2 separate regions of the Hordeum vulgare genome follow, and region 2 is linked to region 1. A link is a contact called in public Hi-C data. All regions are on one chromosome and are shown on one strand. The core of a region is the stretch at or near the end of the contact, and the rest is flanking DNA. Distances in the headings are between cores, read along the strand shown. Region 1 holds the start of LOC123437443 (MLO-like protein 9). Region 2 has its middle 73 kb from the start of LOC123411171.

The links. Hi-C and Micro-C count contacts between places; a contact is called where the count stands out from the background.
Region 2: a contact with region 1 is called in a Hi-C map of leaf, with 4 times the contacts expected there. The contact joins the enhancer-like site here to the promoter of LOC123437443 in region 1. A contact is called at or near these places in 2 of 6 Hi-C or Micro-C datasets (both in leaf).

The regions. Positions count from the first base shown.
Region 1 is chr1H:365,075,302-365,082,215 of MorexV3_pseudomolecules_assembly, forward strand. It overlaps LOC123437443 (MLO-like protein 9), which reads right to left and starts at 1,455. Exons shown (of 15, transcript XM_045115710.1): 1 at 1,116-1,455; 2 at 958-1,015; 3 at 665-858; 4 at 323-439; 5 at 113-173. The coding sequence starts at 1,247.
Region 2 is chr1H:365,182,353-365,188,848 of MorexV3_pseudomolecules_assembly, forward strand. No RefSeq gene overlaps it. Among protein-coding and RNA genes, the nearest start is that of LOC123411171, 73 kb to the right of the region's middle. Within about 2 kb of position 3,634, at least 3 of the 3 cell types and tissues checked have open chromatin away from gene starts, as enhancers often do. A contact at or near this core is called in leaf, where this site is marked.

The DNA.
Region 1 (6,914 bases), core at 205-2,704:
TACCAGCAGATTAAAAAAAATGCCTCACAAGAGATTACGAATAAGCTGATTAAAAAGGTAACACATTGATTCTACTTGTACCATAACAAGAGATAAACAATGGAGACACTACCGGCTGAAAATTCATAGGTGATGGAGGAAGTATCCTTTTCCCACTCCTTCCATATCCGCGTCTGCACAGAAAATTTCTGAGTTATTTCAAGCTTGTGGCCTTGCTCAAGTACACTAACTAGTACTCCTTCTGTCTAGATACATGAAATCCTTTCATACTTTTGGAAATTCAGAACAGGCACCTGTATGCTGCCTGAGGAATAGACCTTACCTTTGCTCTGCCCAGGGACATTGTAATAGCACTGAACGTTACATGGAAGACGGCCAGGAAGAACACGAAGATATGTAGCTGGTGTAACCCATCGGTCGAAACGAGTGACACCATGCCCTGAAATGGTATTGGGATTCCACTGATAAACAAAACATTTTTTGAATGACCAACCCATTTCTGAAGATGAGAGGAACAGAGAACAAATACAACCAATCCTCCCTTTCAAAAATAATACTAACAATCAATCTCGTTAACCTGACCCAATCAGTGGCGTCAAAGAAATCAGTGTCATGAACCTGGCTACTGCACGATATAAACCAAACGACACAGTAGTTAACTCACTTTGGGGCATGAGAAGTTGGCCGGCTCTTCAGACAGGTGACGTCGGCCGTGGCCTTTGGGCTCTCCGTGGTCGGAGCTCCTGGAGAGCTTGCAGGGCAGCATGGTGTCGGCGGCCCCCGCCGGAATGCAGATGCGCGATATGTACCTCGCCGTGACAGTCAGCAGCAGCGAGATGAAGCCCAGAGTCATGAGCTCTGCACATGGCAAGCATCAACTCCCGTCAAATTGCTCTTCACACGGAAGGAAACAAAGAGAAGATTTGGGGGTGGGGAGGAGCGTGCCGCAAAATGTACCGGATTTGACCTTCTCCAGAGCGTCGAACAACGCCTTCTTCTTCCTCTTGCTGAACCACTGCAGGCAAGGCACCGCCATGCCCAAGAATGGCGAGGAGGATGTGTTGGACGGGTTCAGGGAGATGGAAAATGGAGCGGAGGGAGCCTGGGGGGTGTACCTGGCCGAGGTGGTGGAGGATGCCCTCGAGGAGGATGGAGACGGCGACGATGACGGCGCAGACGGCGACCACGGCCCACGTCGGCGTCTGGTCCAGCGCCCGCGCCCCCTCCCCGCCTTCGCCGCCGGCCATACCCGATCTGCTCCTCCGCGCTCCGGCTCCGGGGCAGCAAGCTGCAGGCCGCGTTAATGGCGGTACCTAAACACTCAACAGTGAAGTGTTACTCCGAGCGGAGCAGATGGGGCGCCAGCCGCTGCTCTGATATAACTTCGCCAGACAAGCTGCGTTTTTTCTTATCGATTAAAGGGAGGGACAAAGTTCAAACGACGACCTCGGTCAGAAAGCGAGGGCTTCCAGAGAGGAAAAGGGCAGGCACATGGCATCTCCTCTGCCCTGCATAAGAGGGATTTGGCGGGCCCCTCTGCGGTGACTATCTTTTCATACCACCTGCCCCTTGTACCCTTTTAGGGCATGTAAGGACATGAGCACTGAGGGCAGTGGTAGGTGCCGTCCCCGATGCATCCAGTTAGACACGGAAAAATAACTTTTTCAGTCACATTATCAAAAATTAATATCTTCTATATTATGGGTCCCAATGTCATAATCTTTTGCTCTCATATTTTTTCATCTTTTTCACTTTTTCTGCCCAAGGGGCTGCCTCCTGCAGAAGATCCCCTGACATGTTTGAAGCACCACCCTAACCTATCTGGACCACCCGAACCTATGGGGCAGCATCCTTGGGGCTACCCGGTGTACATTCCCTAAATGGTGCTATCTTAGGTGTGCCACATAGGATAAATAATGAGATGAAGCACAAAGAATACAAAAAAAGGTTTTGACTTCTCTTATTTAAGAAAAGACAAGAGGCGATCTTTTAGAATAATATGTCTCATCATGTTTTTAGGAATAACTAATTATAGAAGATAAGACTAAGAGATAATTCATTGTAGACTTTCTTTTTTGTCATCTCTAAATTACATGCAAGATTTAAGATAAGACTATTTTATCAACCATTGTACATGCCCTTGCAACTCCCATTCCTCGGAAGAAAATGGAACGGTTGGTTTGAGTGAAAATAATAATATGAGGATTTTTTATTGTTGTTTTAAAAAACAATAATTGAAGGTTAAATCTGATCATGGACTAGTCCGGCGATCCGTCCAGTAGAACAAGTCGGTCTTGCCTTTTGGGCCGGGCTTGAGCTTCATTTTACAGCATGGAAGAGAATTCATGTCAGGCTCATGCTTGTGTTTTCCTTAATTTTGGGCCGAGCTTGCATGTGTGTAGGCTAAAATACAAATGTTTGGATCAGGGGTTTGGGTTTCGGGCTGCATTTTGGGTCGGCCTCTCGCTTGAGAAAATACCTACTTTTGGACTTTAGGCCTAGCTATGAGCCATACTATGAAGCTATGGGAGAGAGTCATTGAACACCGCTTAAGAAGGTTGACAAGCGTGACCAAAAACCAATTTGGTTTCATGCCTGGGAGGTCTACGATGGAAGCCATCTTCTTGGTACGACAGCTGATGGAGAGATACAGGGAGCAAAAGAAGGACCTTCATATGGTGTTCATTGATTTGGAGAAGGCCTATGATAAGATACCTCGGAATGTCATGTGGTGGGCCTTGGAGAAACACAAAGTCCCAATAAAGTACATTACCCTCATCAAGGATATGTATGATAATGTTGTGACAAGTGTTCGAACAAGTGATGGCGACACCGATGACTTTCCGATTAGAATAGGGCTACACCAAGGGTCAGCTTTGAGCCCTTATCTTTTTGATTTGGTGATGGATGAGGTCACAAGGGATATACAAGGAGATATCCCATGGTGTATGCTCTTTGCGGATGATGTGGTGCTAGTCGATGATAGCCGAACGGGGGTTAATAGAAAGTTAGAGTTATGGAGGCGGACTCTAGAATCGAAAGATTTTAGGCTTAGTAGAACTAAAACTGAATACATGAGGTGCAGTTTTAGTGCTACTAGGCACGAGGATGGAGAGGTTAGCCTTGGTGGGCAGGTGGTACCGGAGAGAGACACGTTTCAATATTCGGGGTCCATGTTGCAGAAGGATGGCGATATCGATGAAGACGTGGGCCACCGAGTCAAGGCTGGGTGGATGAAGTGGCGCCAAGCTTCTGGCGTACTCTGTGACAAGAGAGTGCCACAAAAGCTAAAAGGCAGGTTTTATAGGACAGCTATCCGACCTGCGATGTTGTATGGCGCGGAGTGTTGGCCAACCAAGAGACAACATATCCAACAGTTAGGTGTAGCAGAGATGCGCATGTTGAGATGGATATGTGGCCACACAAGGAAGGATCGGGTACGGAATGACGATATACGAGAGAGACTTGGGGTAGCACCGATTGAAGAGAAGCTGGTCCAGCATCGTCTCAGATGGTTTGGACATATTCAACGGAGGCCACCGGAAGCGTCGGTGCATAGCGGGCGGATAAAGCATGCTGAGAATGTTAAGAGCGGTCGTGGTAGACCAAACTTGACATGGGAGGAGTCCGTTAAGAGAGACCTGAAGGTTTGGAATATCGACAAAGACTTAGCCATGGACAGGGGTGCGTGGAAGTTAGCTATCCACGTTCCAGAGCCATGACTTGGCTTCGAGATCTTATGGGTTTCAACTCTTGCCTACCCCAACTTGTTTGGGAATGGAAGGTTTGGTTGTTGTTGTTGTTGGACTTTAGGCCTAGCTTTTGCAAGTACAACCCGATATATGGTCAGGTTTCGGTAAAATCATACCCATAATATAATTTCTTATGAAATGAAGAACTAGATGGGTACAAAGTACAAATTACATTGCATACTAGAGTCAACATTCTCCCACTCTCTCGCGAGAGTAACTTCAACGGATAGCCACTAACCCTATGATGCAAGATAAAATTAAAATTAAAAATACATAACTTATGTGCTACGCCTTATCATCACATGTGCGTCCATGGTGATGCAACCCAAGGTTGAACTCCGGATTCTCATCTCCAAAGCCAAGCTTCAATCCACAACTTTCGGCGACGACACGATGCAAATCGCGCATCGATATAGCAGGATCAGAGATTGTGTGTTTTCACCAGAGTGCATAAACTCGACGTTGAAATCATATGTCCATCATGTGTTATCTGACTATGGACTCCTCGATAACGGTATACACGATCGGGCCGGCAAAATTTGGGGCCCTATGCGAAACTAAAAAATGGGGCCTATCTCTCTAACATCCCAAATTTTGGTATGTTATAATAATTACTAGATTGATTGATTGTTTGATTGAGTGATTGAAACTTAAGTGAAATTCCAAACTTTTTAAAACTTTTGAATGAGAGGGAATAAAATGACTTTCCCATTTTCTTTTGAATTCCAATTTCATCCAATACAAATCACTGATAGAAGATAACATGACTTCTTCAAAATAAAGGACTTGAAAAAAAGGTGGTATGTGGAAATAATTCCTTTTGCAATCTATTTCATATTTTGGTCCTATTTGAAAGTTTAAATGAATTCAAATCCCCTTGCCCAAATTTAAAATCTTGAGAGGAGCAATATGACACTCCAAACCAGGGCCCATTTGAAATTATATTTGAACTTATGAAACTCACATGACTATTTTGAAAATGTTTTATATTATGTTTCAAAAAACAATTTTTTAAGTGGTTTTCAAATTTACTTTTCTCCAAAAATAAAATACATGGAAAATAGGGTAAAATGATTCCCTTCAATATAAAAATGAAGAGAAATTAATTTGAATCCATTTTAGTATTTTCAAAATGTTTTCTTTGCATTTTTCTTAAACCAGCAATACTGTTTGAATTTTCTGATTTTGTGACAATTTTATTTGGACTCGAAAATATGTTCATCTCGTAGGAAATCTTTTTGTGTAAATTTTGATATATAATATGCCTATATAAAAGTATTATAGATTTTCTTTTATTTAGTTTCCTTTCCGGTTTTTGTATAATAGTAAATAAATCGTTTTTATTAGGAGAGTGACTTGGGTCCGTTAGCAAAATCTGGCCCGTATCCTCTTCTTCTTCCTCACGACCTCCTCCTTCCTTCGCTGCACGTACAGGAAGCTTCCTCACCGGAGCAACGAATCCCGAGCCGTCTCTTTGCCCTTTCCTTCCCCGACCCTCCCGGGGCCGTCTATAAATAGATGAGCCTCCCCTCTCTCCATTTTCCCCGTAGCCCTACCCCTCCCCTCGCCGTAGCGTCCCGCCCCGCCCTCGCCGGAGTTTGTCTCCAACAGGAACTCGCCGGAGCTCCTGCAGCCTGCCTGCGTCGCCCCACACCCCGCCGGCACCACCACAAGATCGCCAGAGCTCCCCTCCGCCGCTTGGACCCCTCCACCGCCCCGGCAGACCACCGCAGCCACCTTCCCGTCATCTTCTCCAACTCCGGCGACTATCTCTGGTGAGCTTCAAGAAAATCTCGTAACCGTTTTTTTTTCAAAAAAAGAGCAAATTTAGAAAATTCATATATATTAGTCTAATACTCCAAATCAGGTGATTCTTTTTGCATTGGATCAAAAAATTTATGCAGTTTCTGTAGATATATACTTTGACCATGTTTGAAAATTTAAATTTTGAATTTAAAAAGTTTGGTTTAAATCTTGTTTTGTTAATATCTGGAGTTTAAAAATAGATTTTTAGTTGATTATTTTTGCTACTAATCACTAGTGATCTTATTTATGAGTGAGTTCAATTTCAGAATTTTTGAAATATTTTAAATTAATATTTTATGTAAAACAGGTTCTGTTTTTGTTCTTTTTAGGTTTATTGCTATTTCTTTGCTATATTTGTTTTTAATTTGTTTTCTTTTGTAATGCTGACTAGTTATATTCTGATTTCTGGTATTTACCAGTAACTTTTCAACAACAACAAAATTTTATTTTTATTTATTCTTATTTGTTTGCATGGAATCAATTCTAGTTCTATGATAAGTTGCAAATTGATTTCATTGATAGTTTAATTCCCTATTTGAAAATACTTTCAAAATAATATTGTTTTATGAGAAATTACTTTCTCTTATCTTAGTTATTTTATATTTTTCTTTGTGTTAATTTTACTATTTTAGCGTTTTGTGTGTCGTTAAGTTTAATTAGGACAAAAAACTATTTTTGTGATTGTTGTAGTAGAAGATTCCATAGTTTTCCTTTGAAGTTTCTTTTGGATTCTCATTTAATTTGATTTATTGGATAAATTCTATTTGTTGTTGTGATAGTGATTGCTAGGAAGATTGATAGTATGATTGCTTATATGAATACTATGTTTGATTATATATATTTCATCGAAGAGTGACGAATATATAGTTCTATCTAGTTTTTCCTGTGAGCAATATCTATCTTTATCATCCTTACCAGGCAAGTTCACTTTGATCATAATTTACCCATGGATTTATTGCATTAGATCAACCTTCTTCACCCATTGCATGCAAGTAGGTACTTGGAAATTTTGGTTCTTAAGTAGTATGATATGATAGGCACCCCTAAACCCTTGTTACTTTGACCGGGACATTATTTTTGCTATGCTCCTAGTAGACGGGGTTTGGTTGAGTGTTTATCATGAGTGCTGTGAGAACTTAATAATCAAGACCTGAAGACTTCAAGACTTGCAAGAACTCAGAATGCAATATACCTCTGGGTGAAGGATGGTTCAGATGGGCTCCTTGGGGAAACCAGCGGAGGACCCGGGATGCATGGGGAAGCTCCATGACATCTTGCGGAAAGCTTCACCCAGGCACAAAGAGATGGATGGATATTTCAAGACCCGAGGCTTACCTGCACAGCCACAAGTCATTA
Region 2 (6,496 bases), core at 2,384-4,883, 110 kb after region 1:
AGGCCGCTTCAATCCAACAATACCGCCGAATCAGGAAAAGACTAAGGAGGGTAGCAAATCGAAAATCAACACCCTCAACAACTTTCTGTTCTACTCGAGATTACATCTACGCATGAACCTAGCTCATGATGCCACTATTGGGGAACGTTGCATGGGAAACAAAAAAATTCCTACGCACAGAAGACCTATCATGGTGATGTTCATCTACGAGAGGGAGATCTGATCCACATACCCTTGTAGATCGCTCAACGGGAAGCGTTAAGAAATGCAGTTGATGTAGTGGTAAAACTTCATGATTCAAATCACCGTCGTCCCACGATCCGTCTCGATCTAGCACCGAACGGACGGCACCTCCGCGTTCAGCACACATACAACTCGATGACGATCTCTGCCTTCTTGATCCATCAAGAGAGACAGGGAAGTAGATGAGTTCACCGGCAGCGTGATGGCGCGCTGGTGATGGTGATGATCTATTCCTGCAGGGCTTCGCCCGAGCTCCGCAGAAATCCGATCTAGAGGTAGAACTACGAGGTATAGGTTTGAGTTGCACGTGGCAAAGTTGTGTCGAAAAAACCCTAAAACCTCTAGTATATATAGGAGGAGGGGAGGGGCTAGCCTTGGGGCTCAAGGGAGCCCCTAGGGCGCCGACCGAAGTGGAGAGGAGGACTCCAACTCCAATTAGTTTTCGGGAAGGAGTCCTCCTCTCCCTTCTAACCTCCCTTTTTTTTTCTTTTCTTTTGGTTTTCTCTTGTAGCGCCATAGCCCACTTGGGATGGCCTCACCAGCCCACTAAGGGCTGGTGCGCCACCCTAGGACTATTGGGCTCACTCCCGGGTGGGTGGGCCCCTCCCGGTGAAAATCTGGAACCCATTCGTCACTCCCCGCACACTGCCGGTAATGCCCGAAATCTTTATGGTGACCAAATGAAACCATCCTATATATCAATCTTCGATTCCGGACCATTCCGAAAACCCCCGTGACATCCTTGATCTCATACGGGACTCCGGACAACCTTCGGTCACCAACACCTATAACTCAACTATACCGAAACGTCACCGAACCTTAAGTGTGCAAACCCTGCGGGTTCGAGAACTATGTAGACATGACCTGAGACACTCCCCGGTTAATATCCAATAGCAGGACCTGGATGTCCATATTGGATCCTACATATTCTACGAAGATCTTATCGGTTGAACCTTTGTGTCAAGGATTCATATAATCCCGTATACCATTCCCTTTGTCCTTCGGTATGTTACTTGCCCGAGATTTGATCGTCGATATCTCTATACCTATTTCGATCTCATTATCGGCAAGTCTCTTTACTCGTTCCGTAATACAAGATCCCATGACTAACACTTTACGCACATTGCTTGCAAGGCTTATATGTGATGTTGTATTAGAGAGTGGGCCCCGAGATACCTCTCCGTCACACGGAGTGACAAATCCCAGTATTGATGCATGCTAACTCAACGGACACCTCAGGAGATACCTGTAGAGCACCTTTATAGTCACCCAGTAATGTTGCGATGTTTGATACACACAAGGTATTCCTCCGGTTTCAGTGAGTTACATGATCTCATAGTCATAGGAATGAATACTTGACACGCAGAAAACAATAGCAACAAAATGACACGATCACATGCTACGCTCATAATTTGGGTCTTGTACATCACATCATTCTCCTAATGATGTGATCCAGTCATCAAGTGACAACACTTGCATATGGTCAGAAAACCTTAACCATCCTTGATCAACTGGCTAGTCAACTAGAGGCTTACTAGGGACATTGTTTTCTCTATACATCCACACATGTATCTATGCTTTCATTCAATACAATTATAGCATGGATAATAAACGATTATCTTGAAACATGAAATATAATAATAACTATTTTATCATTGCCTCTAGGGCATATTCCGAACACTATCATTGTCCAAACAATGGCAACCGCTGTCACGACCGTCAGATCCGCGCACTGGGTTCCAAATCCCTTGCGTCTCGCCCCATGGTCAGATGCGCTCGACTTGCCGTTACGCTGCCGAGCATGCCAGCACCAGATCCTCCACTCGGGGCCGCCGCCATGCCGCGAGCATGGACACATCGTCCACGCCACATCTGATCACGAACTTTGAAGCCCCCCGTTTCGCCACCACAGCCGCGTGCATGTCGCGCTGCCACACCCACAGTTTGCCTATGTGCAGTCCTGCAAGGTGTAGAACGGCGCCTGAGGCCACCATGAACGACAGATCGAGCGCCACCCCAATCTGTACCCCTAAGCAAGCGCACTAGGAGGCACCTTGACGCGAAGCACCAATGCCTCCTCGACGGCCTACCACTCCACTAGCAAGAGGCCACGAGCGGCGCCCCGTGGACCACCATCAGTCGCCGTGAGATCCCCAAATCACGGGCGAGGCGCACCCGGGGCGAAAGAAACATGCCCGCCGCTGCCAGTTCCCCCTAGGCTTCGCCCTCGAGGGGCTGTCCTCTAAAATTGCAAGAGAATTTTTACTTTCCGGCCTCTCCAACAATTAGGAATACACATAACCATTTTAACACGAGTATCAAAATAAGCATGGCCCTCAAAGATTTTTTTAAATGAGTATCAAGATTTTGCTAAGGCTCTCTTTGGTGCCACCGAATTTTCTACTGTTTGTCAGTACGCGCATCTTCATTTAGAAAAAAGAGGTACGTGTGTCCATCATTTCAGAAAAAAGAGGTACGTGCATCTACTCTAGTGTAGTATACTTTCACTCTTACGTGAACTCTTTGGTCCCCTTATGAAAGAGGATATATTTTTTGTTTTGACCTTTTGGCGTAACAAATTCCGAAATTGACCTTACTTTTAAAAAATGTGAATCTAATACCTTTTGGAGACGCCAACATCCTTAGCGTCAGGTTTGCATGGAAGATGTCAAGGTCCCTGACGTCTGGTACGAGATTGCATGACCGATTGACCTGTTGACTCTTTGATGTGGGAAAGGGCCAGACGACAAGGACCCTGACGTGTGGTACCAAACGCCAAAGACATTTACGCCTCGATGATATAGGACATATTATAAAAAAATTATTTGTGTGATCTGTTGGGACCAGACGTCAAGGTCCCTGATGTTTGGTAACACACGTCAGGGTCCTTGACGTCTGGTCCAAGACAAGACGGACGCAGGATCCCCGGCGTCTGACCCTTTGCCACGTCAGAGAATCAATGGGTCAGCCGATCATGCAGGCTCGTACCAAACGTCAGGGACTTGGCATCTCTCATGCAAATGAGATGTCAGAAATATTGACGTCGTAAAAAAGGGTCAGGTTAAATTTTTTTTAAATGAGTTCGATTTCAGAATTCACAAAGGTAAAAACAAAGAAATTGTTATGCAAAAGAGGAGCCGACCACTGTTTCCCCCAAGAAGCAATTTCTTCATGTTCCAAGCGGAGATACGTATCAATGTTGGTCTTTGATGCGATGCGAACATTGATGTCACACGGGCCACGGCGCTCCATCCATTCACCCAAAGATATCGTGGTATCCTGCATGTGATCGATCAATGGATGGCATGCGGGTCCCAGCTGGATGCATGTGTACGTGGACTACAGCGTAGACGTAGCACATCACATGGCGTACACACGACGTGTCGACGTCGACACCGTGCCCATCACTGTCAGATTTAAGTGGAACGATCTCGCCTACAACTGTATGCTCATGCTCATGCGTGTGCCGCGGTTGAGTGTTAGTAAGAATTTCTCTTGTCCCGGGGCAAAGGAGGACGGGTCAGCTCACCTGCATTGCAAGTTTAATTTATGTTGATTGAGAAGAGACAAACAGCTCCTGGGGATTAGGGTCACGTCGCCCCACCGCCAAGTTTGTCGGCATTATTATCCGATGATGACAATCAGCCGTGGAACATGGGCATGAATCATGGGTTCATGATGATGATGACAATAGACGGCGACAGACGACAGTGGATGGATAGTTTGAAGCGGGAGCGAGTGGACCAGCCTAAAACAGTGCCCTAGGTCTAGGAGTACCATGCTTTTGTTTTAATCCCAAGTTAGAACACGTCTAATTAGTCAATAATTATCTGCCAAAGCATGACCTTGAAACATGGCTGCTACTAGCACGCACCGGCCGGGGCACTGATTAACTCCAAAGCAAACGGAGTGGGAGCGTAGTGCCTCTTAATCAATGGGATTTTCTTATTGATTAAGTGATACTAGCTGCTTTCCACCGATCTTGAGTGGTGAGAACTGAGGAGAAGTGAAGGGCGACGATGGAAGCAGAAGGTGGAAACGCGGCGGCCGTACCCAGAAAAGGCCAAGGCCGGCGACGCGGCGCGGAAACCTTGACTCGATCGGAGTCAGATGGGCCGTCAGTCGTCAGGCATCCACCGGCCGTGGGCACTGGCACTGCATGCTACAGCGTCCAAATTAATCGTTGGGTCGGGTGCAACGGGACGCACGTACCCCGCTCCACTGACAACGCACGCTGCATCTTTGACACGTCCGGCAAGTCGGCAGCCGCGGGTGTTGCCTCGGCATGCCAGCGCTTGATTTGATTTCTCGGGGTCTTGGATATACTGTAGATTGCACGAATGGTCCGTCTCGTGCTCTCTCGTCTTGGATCCTCGTGTCCTGACGGAGCAGGTAACGCATGCAGAGGTAGTCGTCGACGCGATCGGCGGATTGCACGCCGCGAGGCAGCTGCGTGGGGAGCTCCTCCGTTGTGCTTTTTTAATATATTTTTTTAACATAAAGATATTATTAACTTATAAACATTTTACACAGATAAGCGGGAAAGGAAGCACGCTGGATACGGAGAGAGTTTCCCTGATTGAACAAAGCACTGAATCCATAATAAGCAACTAAACAGTACATATATCTTCTGTACTTTCAAAGCTAGGCGTGCAGGGTGATGAGCCTTGATGTTTTTTCCCTTGCTAACGTGAGCAACTTCTCGATGCTGATTTCTGAAGAAAAACACGTTTCGATGCTGAAAAGGACTATTTCGTGTCTGAGCGAGAAGAGAATGTCCGTTGTTTTTGCTGTCAAAGTTAGTACTGAGTAACCAGTTTAGAAGTGTGGATCTTGAATATTTAGTATGCTTGCTAGCCTGGTTGCAAGCATGAGGTCATAACACTCAGCTCGAAGAGGAGAGGAAGCCGTCTGGTACATTGCCGCAATGTAAAGTTGCTGGATGCGATCATTATTTTCAATCTGGATGAAGACTCCAATTAATGCCTGCGTAGAAGTGTGGGCTGCTTGTAATTCCCATGCAGCGTCACAAAAAAAAAGTGTTACTAGAAGAATCCAAATTTTATATCTCCGACCGCACCAGTTGGTACTGCACCAATGCTCACCATGATCTTCAGCAAAGATCTCTACAATTTGAATTTTTTTTAGCAATGGGTCTCTACAATTTAATTGTTTGTATGATTGAGTTCGCCGCCAAGGGCGGATCCAGGCCCAAGGCCTCTAGGACCCAGGCCTGGGATGTGAGAACTAAACAAAGTGCATAATCAAGCAGTTTACTCGGAATATCCTATTTGTGGTTCTGTGCGAAGTGATGAGTGATTTTAAATGGGCTGGCTCATTCAGTGGGTTGCAGCGCCCCGATTTTAGGAACCTTTCATAGTTTTTCAGACGGTTTTCTCGGTTTTGAGAAACTTCTAGAAGCTTCCTTGAATAGGTTTTTGTTTCCTTTTTCTTTTTGTTTCTTTTTCACTTTTCTGTTTCTGTTTCAAAAAATGTTATGGATTTTCAAAAAATATTCTGCGTTTTCAAAAAACGTTTTCAATTTTAAAAAAATGTTCCATATTTTCAAACAAATGTTCTTGGTTTCAAAATTTGTATTGAAGATTCAAATTTGTTCTTGGTTTCAAAATTTGTTCATAAGATTCAAAAATGTTCGCGGTTTCAAATTTGTTCAAGATTTTTTAAAATTGTTCTTGGTTTCAAAATTTATTCTCAAGATTCAAAATATGTTGGTGCTTTAAAAATTTGTTCACTCTTTCAAATTTGTTTGGGGTTTTCAAAATTATTCTCCATTTTCAAATTTAGTTCTCAAGACTCAAAAAGTGTTTGTGCTTTAAAAATTGTCCGCGCTTCCAAATTTGTTCAATATTTTGCAAAAATCGTTTTCGCTTTCAAAATTTGTCCTCAAGATTGAAAAAAATATTGCTTTAAAAATTCAAGGTTACTTTCATCTTTTTTAAATGTAAGTTCATGTTTGACAATTGTTCTTAACTATCAAAAAATGTTCTTGATTTCAGAAATGTTCCAAAATTCAAAAACAATGTCGTTCTTCATAAATTGCTCAGAATTCAAAAAATGTTGCGAATTCTTTTGGTCAAAATTTTGATAAATTTTCAAAAACTGTTCTGGCGTTAAAACAAGTTCCCTTTTTGAAAATTGTCCGCAAATTGCAAAAATTGTTCATGTTTTCATTTCTTTGTAGTTTCATAATTTTTTAAAAAGTTTCAAAAAATGTTTTGTTTAAATTTTATTC